Regions from separate parts of the Zea mays genome. Here regions 2, 3, 4 and 5 are each linked to region 1. The links are chromatin contacts, called in public Hi-C maps. All regions are on one chromosome and are shown on one strand. Each heading gives the region's core, a stretch centred on a gene start, on an enhancer-like site or on the middle of the called end of the contact. The rest is flanking DNA. Distances are from core to core; before and after follow the strand shown.

Region 1 (2,814 bases), core at 111-2,610:
TAATCGACTAGTTACTTAACCTTATATTTTTTAATTAAAAACTAGCATATAGCTCATGCTAACACTATGAACCGGATGATCGAGAGAGGGATCAACGGTGGTGTCACAAAAAGAGAGGTTGACGACGACAACGACGTGAGTGGGAGGGTCGGCGGGGAGGTAGAAGAAGAGGGATGAAATATGAGTATTGTATTTAAATAATGTTGTTCATTAAATTTGAGGGAGTGATGAAGAGGGGTTATCTGGCTATCTGAATCGTTGTTTTTTATTGTGTGTTTAAGTCTAAGTATATTTTGTTTGGTGGATTTAGTGAAAGTTATGAGTGTACGAGGGATTTGGCTGGGTGGGATTAAAAAGGATTATATAATGCTATAGGTAAATACTTTCAAAAGAAACAAATGTGTCAGTTCTTTTTTAAAAAAAGAGTGACAAATATGGTGACCGCAACAGGTAGCACTCAATGCTTAAGCGGAACCTAATAATCCCTGTGATGGAGAATTTTGCCGGCCGAATCTCCATGATTTCTGCAACGGCCTGTAGGAGCTTGCCGGAGTGCAGGAACAGCGAATTAGAAAATGGCCGCCGCGCCAACTCCACTCCACACCCCTCTAGGGAACCTAGAGGTAGTGGATAAGCTGTAGCACCTTCTAGAAAGTCTTTTATTCTACTACTATTTTGCTTTTGCATTGCTTTTATCGGCATGATAATGGCGCATTAGCATCACATCGAGCATCATTAGCTGTGGCCAGGGGGCGTGAATGAAGAAGGTTTTGGATAGGGCAAGCTTTTTATTTAATCGAGACATGTGTCGGTATGTCCAAGGCGTAAAGAAGTCACAGTAACGCCACCAATTCGTTCGTTTGGATAGAAAGGCGGTGTCGCCGACTGGGCGTCTAGCACTCTAGCTGACGATCCTACTAGCACATTGCAATCGGCCGGCTCCTCCTGAGTCGCAAAATCAGCGAAATGTTAGTAGGAGGCAAAACTTCAATTGCAGTGATTCAATGTTAGTTTACAGATGACTGATAGCTAGACTGTTCTTTACATTTAAAATATCGATGATTATATTATAAAGTTGTAGCGTGCAAAAGTTTAGCAAATACGTAGACTTGAATTAAAGTTTCTCCTCTTCTTTTGAACCGCAATAGCCTTGGATTAAAGATCTATCCTCTTCTTCCGGGTCCGTATTTAAAACACTCGAATCCTAATCGCTAAGGGCCTAAGGCTGACAAAACCGGCAAAACCGAAACTAGTTAACGGCCAAAACTCCGGCAACACGGTAGATAGAAGATTCCTGAGGAGGGGCGGTTTCGGCATTTTGAAAGCCAGCCGCCTTCCTATAATTAGCGAGGGTCCCAGATTCTCTCTCTTCACGCACACGCAGCAGCAGACGGGACGCAACCCAAGTAGTACGCAAGCCGAACAGATTTTCCCCATTTCCCTGCTCTCCTCGCCCTCCCCACGAAATTCCCTGCTTGATCACGCCGATTTCAGCTGTTTGCAACACTTCCTCTTGTTCGATTTTTATTAACTCGTCGACTCCACCTCACCGAGGTCAAATCTTTGGCATCGGATTCTGTTCTGTGCTGCCTTTTGGTTTCGGCGCCGAATTCAGTTCCGATTCCGAACAGTTAGCAGCTTTAAGCGGCTTTCAGTTCGAGCGCGTCGGAGGCATCCCTGATTCCGGCGATGTCGTTGCCCGCGATTTCCATGTACACCAGTCCGCCGGGCGCGGTCTACTCTTCGGAGTTCGACCCAGCCTCCCGTGGCTCGTCGCCTTGCACCACCGCTGCGCCCCCGCCGCCGGCCGCCTCGTACCGCTTGCCCTCCGGCGGCGGCGGCCTGTCTTGCCTCTTCTCCTCGCCGGCAGCTGCGGCCGCGCCGCCCCGCGCCCCGGCTCACGACGACCTCGGTGCGCTGTGGCACAACAGATCCGACGACCTGAGCGTCCCCGCCGACGGGGGCGGGTACTCCTACTCGCACTCCCACTCGTCTTCGCAGCTAAAGCGGAGGGACCTGCATCACCACCACCACAGCCCCGTGTCGGTGTTCCAGGGGCCGTCCACCTCTTCACCATCCCGGAGCCCACCGGCTTCTTGGCTCGCCGCCCGCGACCGCGACCGCCTCTTCGCTGGCTTCGTGCGCAACGCTCTCGGTTCCTGCGTTGACTACGCGCCGCCCACCAGCCCTCGCCCGGAGGTCGGCGCCAGCGAGCTCGCGTTCGAGCTCGACGAGAACCTCGCGGAGGCTAGCCCTGCCTGCGAGCCATACGCCCAAGAGCTGCTCGCGAGTGCCCAGGATCGCCACCGCATCTTCCACGAGGAGCTGGTCGTGAAGGCCTTCTTGGAGGCCGAGAAGGCTCACCGTGGCCAGGTAAACCACAAAATTCCAACCTCCATCTGAGTGCCTGAATTGTCCGATCCTGATAGTTACTGAATCTTGTCTCTGCTTTTGTTGTGCGAATAGACGCGCGCGAGTGGTGACCCCTACTTGCAACATTGTGTGGAGACTGCTGTGCTACTTGCCAAGGTCGGCGCAAATGCAACGGTTGTCTCTGCTGGGCTTCTGCATGACACCATTGATGATTCATTCATTGACTATGACCACATCTTCCATATGTTTGGTGCTGGGGTTGCCGATCTCGTCGAAGGGGTATGTGTTCCTTTTCCCTTGGAACTTGATAATTTGTTGCGATTGGAAAGCATCGTTATTTCCTCTGTGTATCAACAAGTTGTTGGCTAGATCAGTTGCAATTATTTGGTCCAATTATGATGATATACCTCCTGCAACTTTAAGTCAATGATCTAGTGCTGC
Region 2 (2,814 bases), core at 159-2,658, 440 kb after region 1:
GGGAGCAGGTGGCTGTCCGCCACGACTTCCTCGCCGCTCTGGGCGGTGTTCGCAAGCACCATTCCCACGCCACCGGCTAGCTTCACTATCTGCCCCTTCTCCACCCTCGAGTTGCCGCCCCTGTCGCAGAGGACCACCTTGCCCTTCACCTCCGCGGCGTTCAGTGTGCCCTCCATGCAGAGCTTGCTCGAGTTGCTGCCGGCACGGATGCCCTTATTGTACACCAGAGGGATCTTGCCGTCACCGAGCCCATCGCCGGAGTAGAGGGACATGCCGGCGTGGGTCTCGCCGTTGGCGAGCTGGGCGTAAGCCGGAAAGCTCCGGTCGAGCGTCCCGGCGCCGACCGTGATTACCCACGGGGCCGTGTTCACCAGAGACGACGGCGACGGCCCGCTGTTCCCAGCGGAGCACGAGACGACGATGCCGCGGCGGGTGGCCGCGAGCGCGCCGACCGCGATGGGGTCGCGCGAGAGCGGGAACGCGCCGCCACCCAGCGACAGCGAGAGCACGTCGACGCCGTCGTCGATGGCCTTCTCCATGCCCGCCAGAATGTCGGAGCTGAAGCACCCTTGCCTCCAGCACACCTTGTACGCCGCGACGCGCGCCCCGGGGGCCATGCCCCGCGCCGTGCCCGGCGCGTACCCGAGGAGGCTTGCGCCCGCCACGACGGCCCCGGCTGCCGTACTCGCGGTGTGCGTGCCGTGCCCGTCGTGGTCCCTCGGCGACATTAGGTCGGCGCCGACTCGAGAGCCGTCGCCGGCCCCCGACGAGTAGCCGCGGAAGAAGGCACGGGCGCCGATGAGCTTGCGGTTGCACATCGAGGACGGGAAGTCGGTGGCATTGGTCTCGCAGCTCCCGCGCCACCGCGCAGGCACAGGGCCCTGACCGGCGTCCCCGAAGCTGGGGCTCTCGGGCCAGACGCCGGTGTCGAGCACCCCGATGATGACGTCCGGGCCCCCGGCGTCCGCGTCAGGCGCGCTGTACGGCGGGAGGTGGAGGAACGATGGGGAGCGCGTGGTGTGGAGAGGCAGGAGCACGTCCTCGTGCACTGACGCGACGGCAGGGTGAGTGGTGAGCGCCGCCACGTGGGATGGGAGGAGGCGGGCGGCGAACGCGGACGGCGCGGCGGTCGTGTACGAGTAGAGGAGGTGGCGCGCGGGGTCCAGGGAGAGGGCGTCGAGGTGCGCGTGGTGCCAGTGGAGGTGCGTGGCGTAGGGGGACGGCTTGAGCGCGGGGTTCAGGTAGACAATGTAGGTAGCCGCACCGGCGTCGGCGCGGGAGGCGACGGCATACTTGGCCGAGCCGATGAAGAAGAGAAGGAGGAGCACAAGCGGTTGCTGCATGGGGAGCACGGCGAGTGTGGACTATGGAGCGTTGGGTGAGGGAGTGAGCTTCACCGAATGAGTCTGGCTGTGCAGAGGCGTTCGATCGGTTCAAATAAGGAGCCAGTTAGCATCAGCATAATAAGCACTGTTGACGCTTGCTCCTCTTTGTATTAATTTAAACGGACAGCTCTGAACCTAATTATATCGCACAACTAGTGCAAGCAAAGCATATATCCGATGTGTCCTTGTATATCATCAGGGAAAATGTTCCTATCTGACGAACGACGTGGCACTCTCGGTGTCAACGTCGACTTTCCCCCGGTGCTACATCCTGCACGATTTGAGCCGGACAACGAGGCGGAAAGCGCACCACGCACCGGACCGCCCATCAGGCCATCATGCATGTCCGCCGGCGGCGTCCACACACCACACACGCCATGATTCAGAGACGTCCTCCTTTACAAGCGGCGCAGCCCCCGGCCGCGCACGTACTTGCCTCTCGCTGTACTAGCACCGGTCGGCCGGTGGTCTGCCGTGCTTGGGGGCGAGGTGGAGGGATTGGATTCATCGTGCAGCTCGTAGTGGGAAGGCAAGGAGCCTAGGTAAAGAAGCGCCGGTACCACCGCGCTCCACACCACAGCGCACCGAGAACGCGTCCATGGCGCATATGGGGCGCCGTCGAGCATGCGCGCGCATCGCAGGCGCCTCGCTTAGCCGCGCGGCCTGAGCTCGTGCATTTACGTACGTGCACGAGCATTGCAAGCCCTTTTTGGCCTTGCGATATTGCGTCGCCCATTCTTCCACTTTCTTGGGCGGAGCACCGCGTGGAGCCACGATTCCTTGCCTCGCGATGGCGTTTAGTCGGATTCGGTTGCCAAAGCCTAGCAGGCACTTTCGCAGCCTGATCCTGATGATGCCAGTACTACTGGGCATCGTAGTCATGGCCTCATGGGATATTTTAGGTATGATCTACTACCATTATTTCAATTCACTGTTTAGTCAAATTAGCTGGCCCTACAATCGTGTTTTCTACAGGTTACCAGTTTGATATTGGTCTAACTTTATGTGCCCTGTCGCATACATGAGTAAGTACAAAACTCCATATTGCTGTTGTCAATTAATTCCTTACATAACAACAACACTGTTTACCATTTTCGGCGGCACACGTATTTTCGGCGGCCAGAGCTTAGCCGCCGAAAATAAGACACTATTTTTGGCGGCCTCTTGACACAGCCGTCGAAAATAGCTTCTTATTTTTGGCGGCTAAGCCTTAGCCGCCAAAAATACGCTTTTTAAAACCGTCGCCGGGCTCCTTCCTCTCTTCTCACTATCTCTATCGCTCGCGTCTTCCTCTCCTTCTCTCTCTGTCGCCATGTCTCGCCGCCGCCGCCCCTGCCGCCCGCCGCCTGCCCTGCTGCTCCGCCGGCCGCCAAGCCCCCGACGCGCCGCCGGCCACACCGTGCTGCCCCGGGCCGACCCCGCCGGCCTC
Region 3 (2,814 bases), core at 196-2,695, 340 kb after region 1:
TGGATCTGAGTCTCAAATACGGTGAGATAACTAATTGACTAGCAATAAGACTCCTGCTTTGCTGAGCCAGTAAAGCAACTGAAGCTGCAAGAGAGGAGATAAAAAGAAGACCAAAGCACGCCTGACCAGTCAAAAAGACGCTCGTTTCCCTCGATAAAAAAAAGAGGAAATCTAGTCCAGAACATGGAAAGCCCCAAACTGTGGCAGCCCAGCCCATAAGCAGCAGTAGTACATGTACAGTGCGGTACGGTACGGTACGGCGCACCGTGCACCGCACCATGTTTGCCTCTGCACGAACCCTCATGATGATGCCCGACGAGCCATGCCGTGTGCGTGTCCGCGAAGCAAGAACAGCAGGCGGACACGCCCACCCGCTGCTCCACGCGCAGCACTGACAGGGGCAGGCTGCGGCAATGGCACTGCCACTGCCCATGCCATGCCCCCGTCACCTCTATTCTCCCAAGGAACCGAACCGCACGCGCACGGCCCAAGAGCAAGAGGTACAGCCGCGGCACGCCCGAAGAGGGCAACTGGGGCAAAACCTGTCGCTGCGCCCTCGGGTTTAACTGCGCTGCCGCGATCCGCCGCCCTCCCGCTCTCATCCCCATACGAAGACGGAATAGATGGCGTGGTGTGCTCCAACGATCGACCAGATTTCGCACCAACCTGCCATTAAAAACTACTGCATCTCCCCACGCTAGTGCTGGAGCTGGGCCCTTCTACACACTGCACGCGACGAATCGGATCCTACTGGTGCTGGTAGTGGCGAACTTTATGAAGGTTTTATTAAATTGGGGCAAGTCAAAGGGGGAGTCGAACTTTATGAAAGGAACGCTGCTGCCGGCGATGCCTCACCTTGAGGAATTCGATCTCGCGGTTGAGCATCTGCAGCTCCAGCTGCGACCGCCGGCGGCCGCACAGGTCCGGGTACCTCGGCGGCGACTTGGGCCGTGGTGGCTCCAGCACCACCGCCACCTCCTCCCCCATGGACCTCACATGTACTAGCGGAGGCTAGCAGAGTACCTCCCACACCGTACCGGCGCACACCCGGCTAACGAGTCCCGGCCGGTGTTCGGGACTAGAGAAGCGGAATGTCGAGGAGCGAGTGGTGGCTGGCTGATGGTGGTACGGTATAAATCGCGGTGACGAGCAGGGGGCACAGCGGGCTGAGGCGGTGGAGGGTATCGCACGTACGAGGCGGGTGTGGCGGACAAGCTCGCGTTCGCGCGCCCGACGGAAGCAGGGCGAGAGGATGCGGAGGAGGTGGTGGGAGGTCTGGATGAGGAAGCGAGGAGCCGGACGTCCCCATAAATCACACTGTGAGCGGGGGCGACGAGAGGGAGAGAGAGGATGGCTGCGCGGGCAATAATGGCAGAGAGGGGGGGACGGCGTGACGTGGGGTTGAGAGAGAGAGAGAAACGGGAGAGCGGGGGCAGAGAGAGGAGGGGGAGCCGGGGAGGAGGAGGCTGCTGGGGTTTAATTGGTGGGGGCTTGTTTGACTGCGGGGTGGGCTCCACGCCCACAGGGCTGGGGTTTAGCTTGGACGGCGTGGGACGGGTCAGTAGGATCACGGACGGCGTGGGGTTTGCCTCCGTTCATGAGCTCAACAGTGCAAAACCATGATCGGCGTCGGTGAAAATCATGCCGAGCGCCGACCGCGGCGACGATCTGTTTCTGAACTTCAGTTTTTTTTAGGAGTGTTTGGTTGCTTCTGCTAAAGTTTAGCCCGTGTCACATCAAACGTTTGACTTTTAAATAGGAGTATAAAATATAGACCCAACCAACTGGACTAGATTCGTCTCGTCTTTTAATCTTCGGCTGATAAATTAGTTTTATAATCCGACTACATTTAATACCTGTAACGGAGGTTTAAACATTCGATGGGACAGAGGCTAAATTTTAGCGGGGTGTAACCAAACACCCCCTAGAGGATTTCTGAACTAAAACAGGCCTGGATCTGCACAGGGTCGCTCGGCTCGTGTCCTCCGGCAGAGAAGCAATGACCCTACCTGATGCAACAGCCCAGCCTATGAGATTGATGGCAGGTGGCAGCTATGAGAATATCATTTCCCTTTACAAAACGAGCACACGTTGCTCAAGATTCGTAGCCAGAACTACAACCTTTTAGCTATAATGACTTTTGACTAGTGTCGCTAAATACGTGCTATGATGTCATGTTTTTTCGTCCTGGAAAAGCAAACAGTGTCTCGTCTCCGAAGTGGATTTACATTCTATGAAAAATTTTAGATTTATGTTCTTGTGTAGGAAAACAATTATATTTGGAATGTAGGAAAAAAATCATGTTCATGTGTATTTCACGTAAATTTAGATTCATTCTAAAAAAATTACGTGTTTTTTGTGTGTGTGTGTCAAAATTCATAAGTTCAGAGAGTAACCCTAACCTTTTGAAGACCTAACCTATAATATCTCTCGTCTAACACCAGATCACTTAGTCAGAGTAACATGATGAAAAGATGGTCCCGAGTTTCGGGCGACGGTGTTTACGATATTTTGATCCTTTATTACAGTTCCTAAACTTCCCAATGCACACTGACACATCTCTACCGATCGCAGGTAACCCAACAGGGGTGAGTGCGGTGGTGCTGGTGCCCACGTCGGAGCGGTACTCTCCCTGATCTGGCAACGGGAAGAAAGCAGAACAGCACGGGGGACCTCGCGAGCCCGGGTGTCATTGTCAGCAGCGCCCGTACCGCGGGCCGTACGGAATGTCTCCTCGCCGGCCCACGCGCACGTCGGAGCTGGGCCCCACTGACGCAGTTGCTGTGGACTGGCCTGGGGCTGGGCCTGGGCCTG
Region 4 (2,814 bases), core at 91-2,590, 270 kb after region 1:
TCAGATACGGGGCATGTTGCGATGTCGTCTCTACCTGTAGCCTGCGTCTCATCAAAACAAAAAAAATGCATCTAGCGTGTGCCAAGGAATAGGATGGGATAGTTTTTGCCCTGTCTTTTGCTCAGACAGGGACAGAGAGCAGAAAAAGGACACCGTTTCGTTTCGCAAACCCACCCACACCCATCCACACACCCACACAGCCCACAGGGGAAGACGATACAACGCGTGGCTACGTCAGAGCTGTGCCATGCATGGGCAGACTTTCCGGCAGCAGTTGGTAGGTACTAGGTACTAGGATAGATTAGGCGGAGATCGATATGCACGAATCTCATTCCAATTCCAACGCCAGGCAAAAAGTTGTTGCTGCTATAGGATTAGGCGGCACACGAACTAGTAGAGTTTAGACTCTAATCTACCTCGTGTTCTCTAGCGTTTTGGACCAGCACTCCATCATCGTCCTCGTCGTAGCTTGCAAAGCCGTCGTGACGTTGACACTTGGCCATGCATGGCATATGGCACGGTCCGGCTAAAACAGCGGCGACGCCCAGTTCCGTTACGCGCCCCGGCTGGGTTTAGCTAGGCCATACCATATCGATCCCTTGCTTGCTTTTTTTTACTTGCCCTTTCCACACAAGTTGCAAATTAAGCGTCACCTGCGGACCTCCGTTTTTTTTTACTTGCCCCAGACGAGCACTGAGCAGACAAATCCACGGCTCTTCTCTGCCATCGAACGAAAGTTACGAAACCGCTCTGTAACTAACTAACTACTACGAAAACTAGCGCAAGCCGCCAGCAGCAGTAACCGGATCGGATGAAACACCTTTGGACTAACTACTATGGACTCGCTAAACTATTCGTAGGTGTGACGCTGCACAGTTATAGGGTGTTTAGTTTGATGAATCATTTCATCTAATTAAATTGATGTGGTGTATTATAGGTTTATTCTTCAAATTTGGTGGGGTGACTACATTACTCATATTAGTACTAAGAACTAACTATTAGAAATAAGGTGATGATAAATCAACTTATTATATTTTTTATAGACCAAACAAAAAATAGTGAGAAACAAGAAGATGATAGACTAGCTCATTACTCAAATCAAACACATCATTACTCACCGAGTCACCCGGTTGCTGTTTTCCCTTTCAGCCTTGGGGGAGCTGTTGGGGACTTTACGAGCGGTGACGCCGTGCGCCCCAGCTACCAGTCACCATGCAGCGTTGTCCAGTCCAGTGGTGAGGTGTGGTGTTCTCTCCCGGTGTTTGTCCCCTGTTTGCGGCGGGGTCACATCACCCGCGGTTTTGGTTTTGCCGCGCGCTCAAAGTCGTTGCCAGAACCACAAGCCGCGCTCCTCCAAGTCAGGGCCGGCCATCCGTGCGGGCGCTCACCGGTTGGGTGCGCTGCGCCCGCGATGCCATCGCCGTCTCCCCAGCCGCGAGCGCGCGCGCGCTTATAAAACGCTTGCCTGCCCACCTGCGCTTCTCCCCAACTAAGCCTATCTCTCTCTCTCTTCTCTCCCAGACCTTCCCTCCGGCCAGCCTCAATCTCCCGCGTGAGCTCCTCGAACGCACCTCTCTCGATCCGACTGACATGGCCGGCGCCCAGTCCTGGAGGACCTACCTGTGCTGCGTGGGCGGCAGCGCGGCGGTCGAGGACGACGGCTCGACGCTGCGGCGGCGGCGGAGGCGCGGCTGCGGCGGCGGCAGCAGCAAGGACAGCCCGAGGTCGTCGTCGTCGCGGATGTCGCTCACGAGCCTCGGCTCGTCGTCGGAGACGCTCTCCCCCGAGGACCTGTCGCTGACGCTGTCCGGGTCCAACCTGCACGCCTTCACGTACGCCGAGCTGCGCTCCGCCACGGCCAGCTTCTCCCGCGCCAACTTCCTCGGCTGCGGCGGGTTCGGCCCCGTGTACAGGGGCGCCGTCGGCGAGGCCCTCCGCCCGGGCCTGCGCGCGCAGGACGTCGCCGTCAAGTACCTCGACCTGGAGGGCGGCGCGCAGGGGCACAAGGAGTGGCTGGTGAGTGGATAATGCATACGCCGGTCACCGGCTCGATCGACCGGATCAGACGCTGACCGAACCTGCGGGGGGTTTTGTCGTTTTGTTTGCTCTCGCAGGCTGAGGTGTTCTTCCTCGGGCAACTGAGGCACAAGAACCTGGTGAAGCTCATCGGCTACTGCTACGAGGCCGAGCACCGGATGCTGGTGTACGAGTTCATGAGCTTCGGGAGCCTGGAGAACCACCTGTTCAAAAGTGAGCTCTTTTTTTCCTGCTTCTGGTCGCCTCGCGTGCTAGCTTGGTCGATTTTTTTTTTGAGCCCAACAAGCAAAGCCTCCGGTTTCCGTTGCTTCTGTTTAAAGTCGTAGGACTAGGTGAGCTCTGTAATGTGCCTTCTGGAGGAGCAAAATATTTTTTTGCCTAGTAGATGCTGTATACGCTGCCAGGTCGCATGCCTACACATGCACAAGCCTTGGTCAATGCCGGGGAGGAAGTAAATACTCACATGAAACGTCCTTGTCGCTGCAGGTACCAACGGCGCCCTCCCATGGATGACGAGGATGAAGATCGCCGTCGGCGCGGCCAAGGGCCTCGCCTTCCTCCACGACGCTGACCCGCAGGTGATCTACCGCGACTTCAAGGCCTCCAACATCCTGCTCGACTCGGTAAGCGAGCTCATAGCTATATATATATAGTTTCCCTTTCTACTTGCGTCAGGCAAGCACTTCCCGTCACAGCACACTGCTAGGCACTCGCCCACAAAAGGACGCGGTTCCGAAATGCAAGCTCACTTGCAAACGGTAACTACCAACAAAAGAG
Region 5 (2,814 bases), core at 111-2,610, 260 kb before region 1:
CTGCCAATACCTGTCCGTCTGTACCGAAAGCTTCTCATTGGTACCTATCTAATGAAGTTCCATAGAACAGTATAAATGTAACATATCAGGTGCAAGTCAACCTATTGGTGCAAACCAACAAAAGAATGGAGGTGGGAGAACCTTTTAAAAAAAATCATATAAAAAAGGTCTTGCCACCTCCATTCTTGTCTCCATTCTTGTGTTGGTTTGCAAGTTTTGCACCAATAGATTGGTTTGCACTTGATATGCTCCCTAACTCAAATGGTCCAACCTAACAGATCCAAAACCAGATTATTTTTGCTAGGCCGGTCTCTTATATCTCCCAGCTATTTCATTAAAATGATTTTTTATACAATCCAAACTAAAAGGATCACAACAGAATGCAGGTCCCATCAGATATCTGTTAAACCATTGCGGTCCTAATCCCACTGAGTGAAATTACAGCTGGAAATTACTAGGCTCGCAAAATGCATTGCTACAATTGGGAATGCTAAGGGTAATAAATTCTATGAAAAGGGGCATCTGATAAACAAATTCAGAAAATCGTGATGCTTTCTGCAACGAGACCACCGAGCTTGCAAGTAACTGAACAAGTAGGCTGAGAGCATGTTTATTCATCATGACAAGTTGGGATAAGACATTTAGGTGACTCTCCAGGAGCTGTTGATCATGACTCAGGAGGGTGAACAACATAGGCGTATCAAATAATAACAGCTACCATTGCACATAAAAATCCTAATTATTTACCTTCAAATCGGCGTCTTTGTCATTGCCAGGGAGGGCGAACCAGCCGCCCGCCAAGATCTTGACGACGCCGAGGAGCAAGCACACGCCGCAGAAGGCGAGGAACAGCATGTTCCCGAGCTTCCTCCTCTCGCGGATCCCCAGACCAAGTCCGACCGCGCTGCCGCCGGAGACCGGCGGCTTGAAGAGCCGGAACCGGAGGTGCTGGTTCTGCTGGCTCTGGTGGAGGAGGAGGCCGCTACCGGACGACTCCACGGAGTCCGAGGGAGGGCTCCCCAACCCGTCGCACCTCGGCGAGCGCGGAGAGCCGATCTGGAGCTCGATCTCGCCGCCCCCGCCGCGCTTGAACGAGCTGGCCCGGCGCGTCATGGAGCCTCCGCCGGCCATGCGGGGGCTGTGCAGGCGCTGCTGCTGGTGGTGGCGCAAGTGGTCTCCGCCGCCGCCGCCGCCGGAGCCTGATGTCCCGGCACCGGCTGTCCCGCCGTTGCCGTGCATGGGCTGGTACCCCATGTGGATGCGATGCAGCCTCCCAGGCCGACCTCTGAAGTGGCAGTAGCCTTTCCTTCCCAGACCCCACGTGGTCTCGGCACTTATGGCAAAATTAGGGGAGGCGCCATTAATGGAGCTCGGTGGGGAGGTGAGGACTGAACTCGAGGAGCGAGCGAAGACCGCGTAGTGGGAAAAAAGGAGACGGGACACGGGAGTGAGGAGACAGACACACAGGGAAACGGTCAGACGTGGCACTGCAATTACGGCCTTGCCATTTGGACGCGTCGGCGCTCGTTCTCGTTCGCATGCAGAAATTTGAGAAACTTCCATTTCGTCCGAGATCTCGTCTTGATCTCTCAGCTGCGGTAGTAACTGCGGACTCTGACAAAGGGAGGAAAAGATCAGCTCAGGTGGGCCGCGTGGTTCGAAAAACAGCTTCCGCTAGATTCTCGGATAAAGCTGCTTTCTAGAATAGATCTCTGTATCGATTGGTTGGAAGGAGCGAACACGGAAGATGAAGGGTATTTAGAGGGTGTTTGAATGCACTAGAGATACTTCCTCCAGTGCAGTAAAGGTAGTCGTTTAGGACATAATTGTGCATACCAAGGAGTGATTAATTATCATAGAGTTTTCCCTGTTTGCCCCTATTAAATAGGGATATGAGTGCATTAATGTCACTAAAACAATCAGGCTTGATTGGTTGCTGCAGCAGCTCCAAGGCATTCTAGACTGGAGGTCTCAAGTTCGATTCCTCTTAAATGCATCTTTTTTTGTGCAATTACTAGGGGCAATAACGTCCAAATCCCAGACCCACGCGCGCTATGACTTCTTTTTGTGCACGCTCGGTCACGCGCAGGATGACTTCTTTTACTGCACCGGAGGGAGTAATAGTTAGTGGTTAAAATTAGCTAGAGATATTCAAACACCTTAGCTTATAGTTTAGCTATTAGCTATTTTTAGTAAATTAACTACTAGTTAGCTAACTATCTGTTAGCTAGCTAATTCTACTAGTATATTTTTAGCTAATTAACTATTAGCTCTAGTGCATTCAAACACTCCCTTAGATGCACTATAGATAATAGTTAGTTGACTAAAAAATTCTAGTATAATTAGCTAATTAACAAATAGTTAGTTAAGAGCATCTTCAAAAGATTAGTCAATTAACTCGTCAAGCCAAATTTTGGCTACTTAGTAGCAAAATAAATCTCCAACCGACTAACAATGTGACTCGTCAAGCTATTTGACTCTTTAAATTGGTTCCGTCACTGGCCAAACTTGGCTAGCCACTCTGACTAGTCAAACTAGATCCTGTTGGACTGATGAGATGCTACATATAAAGTGTAATCTTTATGAAAAGATAAATATAGAGTCAAATAGAGAGCCAAAAATTAAGAGTCGCTTGGAGATGCTCTAACTAGTAGCTAATTTACTAAAATAACTAATAGCTAAACTATTAGCTAGTGTTTGGATGACTTTAGCTAATTTTAGCCACTAACTATTATCTCTAGTGCATTCAAACACCACCTAAGACTAAAAAAGTGAGTTGGCAGTGAGTAGGGCCAACTTTTTTACAATCTAGCC

Evidence for each region. Hi-C and Micro-C count contacts between places; a contact is called where the count stands out from the background.
Region 2: a contact with region 1 is called in a Hi-C map of tassel, with 2.4 times the contacts expected there. The contact joins the promoter of LOC100191879 here to the promoter of LOC103632825 in region 1. A contact is called at or near these places in 2 of 25 Hi-C or Micro-C datasets (ear and tassel).
Region 3: a contact with region 1 is called in a Hi-C map of endosperm, with 2.8 times the contacts expected there. The contact joins the promoter of LOC100285835 here to the promoter of LOC103632825 in region 1. A contact is called at or near these places in 3 of 25 Hi-C or Micro-C datasets (endosperm, leaf and tassel).
Region 4: a Hi-C map of ear shows a contact between it and region 1, with 3 times the contacts expected there. The contact joins the promoter of LOC103634152 here to the promoter of LOC103632825 in region 1. A contact is called at or near these places in 4 of 25 Hi-C or Micro-C datasets (bundle sheath, ear, leaf and 1 more).
Region 5: a Hi-C map of endosperm shows a contact between it and region 1, with 3 times the contacts expected there. The contact joins the promoter of LOC100279065 here to the promoter of LOC103632825 in region 1. A contact is called at or near these places in 10 of 25 Hi-C or Micro-C datasets (bundle sheath, ear, endosperm and 4 more).

Annotation. Positions count from the first base shown.
Region 1 is chr7:127,374,863-127,377,676 of Zm-B73-REFERENCE-NAM-5.0, reverse strand. It overlaps LOC103632825 (probable GTP diphosphokinase RSH3, chloroplastic), which reads left to right and starts at 1,360. Exons shown (of 6, transcript XM_008654556.4): 1 at 1,360-2,373; 2 at 2,467-2,652. The coding sequence starts at 1,690.
Region 2 is chr7:126,931,282-126,934,095 of Zm-B73-REFERENCE-NAM-5.0, reverse strand. LOC100191879 reads right to left here and starts at 1,408. Exons shown (of 2, transcript NM_001137303.3): 1 at 1-1,408. The coding sequence starts at 1,343.
Region 3 is chr7:127,038,301-127,041,114 of Zm-B73-REFERENCE-NAM-5.0, reverse strand. LOC100285835 reads right to left here and starts at 1,445. Exons shown (of 5, transcript NM_001158725.2): 1 at 856-1,445. The coding sequence starts at 987.
Region 4 is chr7:127,106,624-127,109,437 of Zm-B73-REFERENCE-NAM-5.0, reverse strand. It overlaps LOC103634152 (serine/threonine-protein kinase), which reads left to right and starts at 1,340. Exons shown (of 4, transcript XM_020541272.3): 1 at 1,340-2,016; 2 at 2,115-2,250; 3 at 2,524-2,660. The coding sequence starts at 1,591.
Region 5 is chr7:127,633,962-127,636,775 of Zm-B73-REFERENCE-NAM-5.0, reverse strand. LOC100279065 reads right to left here and starts at 1,360. Exons shown (of 9, transcript NM_001354577.1): 1 at 748-1,360. The coding sequence starts at 1,254.